Linked DNA regions of Sus scrofa: region 1 is linked to region 2. A link is a contact called in public promoter capture Hi-C data. All regions are on one chromosome and are shown on one strand. The core of a region is the stretch at or near the end of the contact, and the rest is flanking DNA. Distances in the headings are between cores, read along the strand shown.

Region 1 (2,925 bases), core at 316-2,815, 220 kb after region 2:
AAATTTGCCTACAGCCAAATGGCTGACCGCACCTTGGGGTGGGCACCCAGACGGTCCCCAGAGGCTGGAATAGCCCTCGGAAAACACGTTTTTATCTCCCATATCTTCAGGACGTCTCAAAGTCTGTTTCCTTTCCTCCCTTTTACCTCTTACAGCCCAATGAGAGCGTATTGCATTAAGCTTTTTGAAGACTATTGTGTCTTGCAGTCAGGTTGCTGCACCTCAAATCCAACCCCTCAAGACGAATGTCTGGATTTAATATATGTCATTCAGATTTCAGATGAATATCTAAATTTGAGACTATTGAAATTTAAATACAGACCTGTGAAATGGCCCTCCTGACTATGATTTGAGGGGGACAGCTGGCTTCCTCTTCTGTATAACTTTCGCAGCTCTAACTGCGGTCAAATGGCTTATGCTTGACAGGACTCGGAAGGCGTGGACATCAAGCTGGGCGTGTGTGCTAACGGGCTCCTCATCTACAAAGACAGACTGAGAATCAATCGTTTTGCTTGGCCGAAAATCTTGAAAATCTCCTATAAGCGCAGTAACTTCTACATTAAAGTTAGGCCAGCGGAGGTAAGCAAGGTGCTCGCACATCTCGTAAGGTTTTGTCAGTGCTCCCCTTTATGGCCCTGAGCTACCGGAGTGCCTTTCATTGAATTTTAAGAAAATGAACTATTTATTCTTTCAGGGTTAAAAAAAAAAAATTCAGGGTTTTTGATGATAAACTTGCATATGTATATGTATGTATATGTACGTGTATATATGTGTATATTTATATATAATACACACACACACACATATATAGTTGTTCATTAAAAACAAGCCACAGTCACAATTTCACAGAAAAGAAGAATTGGTAAGTGCCTGCTTCATCGTGGGGGCTTGTTTTTCTTTTCCTTTTGAACCAGCTAATGGTGGAGATCAATAGGGAGGTGGTAGAATGAGTTTCAGTGGACCTTGAAGGGTAGCTGGTTTATGTCAGTAGTCCATCCTTGCTTTTCAGAGACGCTAGTATTGCAGTCTGCGAAAAGTCCATTTTGTGTCATCGTGTTAGCTATACTCATAATGACCGTTTTCAAGAACAGTCACTTCTTAGTAAAATCTCTGATTCTGTGTTTTTCGGTAGCTTCTAATCAATTCTTAAGGAAATGTGCTGATTTGTTATACGGCTTTTTTTCCAGCTGGAACAGTTTGAGAGCACTATTGGATTTAAACTGCCCAACCATCGGGCAGCGAAAAGATTATGGAAAGTGTGCGTGGAACATCATACTTTCTACAGGTAATTTGGGGAAAACAGCGTGGGATTCCTGAGAGCAACCATCCGTACCCTCTAGATCCTAGGAGGTGGCATTGGGTGGGGTGGCAGACACAGCCACATCCTGCTTTATGTTCTGCTCTCCCCAGTGTCAGATCTCCTTTGTCTGCAGTTCATTTGTGTGTCTCTTTCTGTCGTCTGGCCATGCTCATCGTTGCTTCGAACTGATCTGTGTCTGCAGTGGTCCAAAACTCCACCTCCACCCTCTCCCACCCCATTCTTCCCACCACCACTCACTTTCTGTTTCACTTGGTTTCTCTATCAACTTGCCCCGCCCCTTTGCTGCTTTGTCAAAAGTGTTTTAACCCCCTCAACCCCTGTCCTTTTTGCATGTCAGCCTGCCAGCCTGCTCATCCTGGATTAGTTCTGTGTCCTGACCTCCCCAGGGGATTTGCTTTCTTGTATTTTCTCAGTGCTTTTTTTTGTTGTTGTTGTGGATGGTGTGTAAACAAGATTAATGTGAGATTCTTCTAGCTTGATATGTACTGCCAGTTAAACTTGGCGTTGTAAATCCAGAGTAATCCCAAGTGAATTAGTGTCATCAGCTGCTTTCTAGGGAGCTTTATGGAAACTCATGGCACTTGTTAAATATTTGATTGACTTTGGTAATTGATCTGTGGGTTTTCTTTCAATGTTCTTTTGTTTTCTATAGATAAACATTAATTATATGTGATTTATAATGGCAGGGGTTTTTGTAAAATTAAAATGTTAATAAACCTACTTCTTAAGCAGTAAAATACGTAAAAGCTGAATTCCTTTGTGACACATCATTACTTAGATCATCTTGCTTGAGGCCTTTAATCCTCTGTGATAATTAGTCCCTATTGTGGCTTTTAAATTCCTCAAAGTGGAATGATAGATGCCTTGTGGTAATTTGGATGTTATTCTCTGAACATAGGGTCTGATGTGGAAAATAAAAATAATATCAAATGGAAATAATTGTTGCATGATCTTGAAGTGATAGTACTGAAATGTTTGCTGCTTGGCCTCTATTGCCTTATAAAAATGTATTCATATTGCCATTGACTTAAACTGCCAAAAAAATTCTTTTAGAGATCGCTTATATATGTTGATGTTCAATCCTTTTTGGTCTTGCTATCTGTTTCTATTTAATTGTAGCTTAATTGCTTAAGGATTTCTTTGTGATCAGAAAAGTATAATCTGCAAGCTAATATTTTGTGTATGTGGTCACCAGTGCCAGTTGGGCAAGAAAGTACTTTATCGCCATTTAACATAAAAAAAAAAATCATCTGGTTAGTGACGTTCCTTCTTTTGCATTATGACTTATATCTGCCTTTAAAATATTTTCTTTGTGTTTCTTGGATTTATATTTTTTGTAAACTGGAAATAAGAGAAAATCCTCATGGAGCTGCTCATCCTGGGAAGATATGGCCTTCGGTTGAAATACAGACAACTGAAGCAAACCTACAGAAGGATGCCAGATGCCCCCATATCGCTCTCTTCTTTGCCTCTAGTCTTTTTTTTTTTTTTCTTTTTAAATAATTTTATTCTGGTGAGATCACTTAACAAATTTTAAGTATACAGTGTTTTCTTACTTATAGGGGCAGTGCTATATAGCAGATCCCTAGAGCTTATTCATCTTA
Region 2 (3,146 bases), core at 517-3,016:
TATATTACAAAACCATACATGAAGTATATATACACTAATATTTGAATATACATGCATTTTAGAAAATGATTTTGTCACAGACCAATAGGGGAAAACAAGGATACTTCATCCTTTGTCACACAAAATGCAAGCTTCCTATTTGGATAACAAAGTACAACTTTATTAGGCAAGATTCTCTTCAATTCACTCGACTAGGTATACAGCAGGGAGACTTCCCAAGAGCCAGTGGAAAGGGTTAATCCCATCATTCATGCTGGTCTTGGCCTAGCTACTAAAAATAGAAACATCTTACATCTGGAGAAATATTGAGCTGGGTGATAATCAACAAGTCACCTGACCTCCATGTTTTGGTTTCCACATCGTTTAAAAAATGAACGAGAAAGAGAACAAAAGTACAATCCAAATCACTATAAATACACAAAATAAGCCAATAATATCCGAAATGAAATGTAAGAAGACAAACAAACATCTTAAAGGCACATCATCAGGATTCGAACGTTGGCCATACACTAAAAGCACTCAAGACACCGGGATGTGAAACCTTTCTCTTTGACAACCCCCTATGCGTTCACTTCGGTAACCGCATCCATCTCAAAACTCCCGCTCTCAGCATCCACCTACAAGGTCTTCGCTTTTCCATTCTCTTAACTCTTGTAAACTATTGTATAACATTTTCACGCCTTTTATACCTTTTTAAGCGTTTATACTACAAAAATCTCACGGAAGAGCACCTTTTCTCTAACCGGTTTGTTGGTCCCTTTCACCAAAAGTTCGGCCTCTAACCCTCGCTCTACCCACAAAGTTCAGTTCACAGGAAATGCTGACTTAAACTAGAAATTAATTCCCGGCCCTACCGCAGATTTGGCGCCAGTTTAAAGGGGTCTTAGAATAAAATCCTAGCAGGAAATCCTAAAAGTGGTGGTTCAGGTCTTTAATTTTGATAAAGTATAAAAGTGGAGTTTTTCTAGGTTTTGCTGGCCACACAAACACTGTCGGTGGGTGTGCGTTGGCATGAACTTTCCGAAAGGTCACAAACTCAGAAAGGAAAACGAAAGCGAAATTTAGGGTGCGAAACTTAGGGTGTTTCAAAGGTGAAACACCCCCGGCCTCTGTGGCAGCAGCAGTGCGTGCACTAACTGAAAGCCTTGCTTGCAGGCACTGATCACACCCCCAGTGCACGGCTTTCTCGAGGCTACACTGAGTCCCGCGCTGAGCCGGGAGAGGAGCCCCGGAGCAGGGCAGGCTCAGGGTCGCGCTGCAAGGTCTGGGGGAGAGACCAAGCCCTCCCCGAGGCCGAGCGGGGCCCACGCCTCCAGGCTCCAGTCGCCCCACCCGGCCCGCTCGGCCGCCCGGGCTCACCGGCTCCGGGGTGCTCCATGGTGGCGGCGCTAGCGGGCGGCAGGCCTCTGCAGCCGGCGACAGCGGCCGGGCGCTGCGGCCAGGGACTGGGCGCGGGGCGGAGGCGGGAGGCGGGGCGGGGCTGGGGGCCGGGCGGCGGCGCGCTGGGGCGGAGCGGGGGGCGGTGGCCGCGGCAGGCGGCGGGGGCTCGGGCCGCGGCGACCAGGCCTGCGGAGGCGCCGAGCCCCCAGATCTTCAATCCCCGCAGGAGCTGCATGCCCAGGCCGCGCGCCCGGAGGGAGTGGAAGGGGCCGACCCGATGTGGCCGCGGTACCCGGATTCCCGCGAGCGAGGGAGGCGGGGGAAGCCGCAACTACTGCGCGAGGGAGAGAAGAGGGCTCCTCTCTGCCCGGCGACGCTCCGCCCCCTCCTTGCCCCGCCCCCGCCGGGGACCTCTAAGGTCTTCCGCTGCGCTCAGTTCTTCCCAGTGCCCGGCCTTTCCTTCCCGTGCGGAGGGGGTGAGATTGGGCCCTTAAAGAAGGAACTCCCTGGTCTGGGTTCTCCTGAGAATCCATGTGTTTGGTTTTGCAAAGAGCTTTCAAAACACAGCGTTCTGCTTATAAAATACTTGGAAAGAGCGAGATGTGCAGGAATGAGACCTTGTCAGTTTGTATAATTAGATCTTTACTTTGCACTAAAGGAAAAAAAAAAAAGCCAAAGTTCCCTTGTGGCGTAGGGGGTTAAGGATCTGACCTTGTTGCAGGTCACATCTGGATCGCTGGTTTGATCCCTGGTGCAGAAACCTCCATGTGCCTGGGGTGCGGCCAAAAGGAAAAAAAAAGCCAAGTTGTAGCAGTGTCTCAAATTTTTAACCCTGGTTTCATGCCTAGAAATTAAATGGAAAGCAGCTATTTGTGGTTGCATATTAAAGGACTGACAACTAGGGGGAAAATTTTACTTAAAAAAAAAAAAAAAGAAACTTTGGGAATTTCCATTGTGGCTTAGCAGGTTAAGAAGACGACATAATTTCCGTGGGAATGGGGGTTCAATCCCTGGCCTCACTCAATGGGTTAAGGATCAGGTGTTGGAGGCAAGCTGTGGCATAGATCTCAGATGCAGCTGGGATCCAGTGTTGCTCTAGAGTATGCCTGCAGCTGCAACTCCATTTCAACCCCCCTGGCCCAGAAGGTTCCATATACTGCAGGTGCTGCCTTAAAAAGAAAAACAAAACCTTTTGATCTTGGATCAGAATTCTACTGGAAGAGTTCCCCTTGTGGCTCAGCAGGTTAAGAACCCCACTAGTATCCATGAGGATTCAGGTTCTACCCATGGCCTCGCTCAGTGGGTTAAGAATCTGGTGTTGCAGTGAGTTGTGGTGTAGGTCACAGATGCAGCTCAGATCCCAGGCTGCTGTGACTGTGGCGTAGGCCTGCAGCTGCAGCTCTGATTAGACCCCTGGCTTGGGAATTTCTATATGCTGCAGGTGCGGCCCTTAAAAGCAAATTCTTCTGGAGTTTTCTAAGTGCAAAGAAGCCAATCAGCAAGGAAAAGTAGATTCATCTTTCAACAAATTAATAGAGACTATCTTGGGAATGATAGCACTTGCCTTATCTTGAATGCATCCTATACTGAACATGGAAGCAAGGACTTGCGCACAACCCCAATAGTTGGCAGAAAGACCCTATACAACTAGTCATAAAGCTCGTTAATCTGGTTGTAAAATAATTCTACCAAGTTGAGTGTTTGGTTGACAGGTTCATTGCAATTATGGGCTGGCTAATTGGAGAAGGACAACAGGTTCCCCTAAT

Evidence for each region. Promoter capture Hi-C pulls out the DNA fragments that hold promoters and counts their contacts.
Region 1: a contact with region 2 is called in a promoter capture Hi-C map of liver, with 6 times the contacts expected there. The contact joins the enhancer-like site here to the promoter of AKAP7 in region 2. A contact is called at or near these places in 4 of 5 promoter capture datasets (fetal skeletal muscle, liver and skeletal muscle), 24 of 47 Hi-C or Micro-C datasets (adipose tissue, alveolar macrophages, blood and 13 more) and 2 of 2 datasets of contacts at active chromatin or transcription factors (alveolar macrophages and skeletal muscle).

What each region holds. Positions count from the first base shown.
Region 1 is chr1:32,576,631-32,579,555 of Sscrofa11.1, forward strand. EPB41L2 (band 4.1-like protein 2) reads left to right here. Exons shown (of 18, transcript XM_021088293.1): 9 at 427-579; 10 at 1,188-1,285. Among named protein-coding and RNA genes, the nearest start is that of SMLR1, 130 kb to the right of the region's middle. Within about 2 kb of position 1,566, at least 19 of the 83 cell types and tissues checked have an H3K27ac peak or open chromatin away from gene starts, as enhancers often do. A contact at or near this core is called in adipose tissue, alveolar macrophages, liver and 3 more, where this site is marked.
Region 2 is chr1:32,360,387-32,363,532 of Sscrofa11.1, forward strand. It overlaps AKAP7 (A-kinase anchor protein 7), which reads right to left and starts at 1,767. Exons shown (of 9, transcript XR_002342908.1): 1 at 1,360-1,767.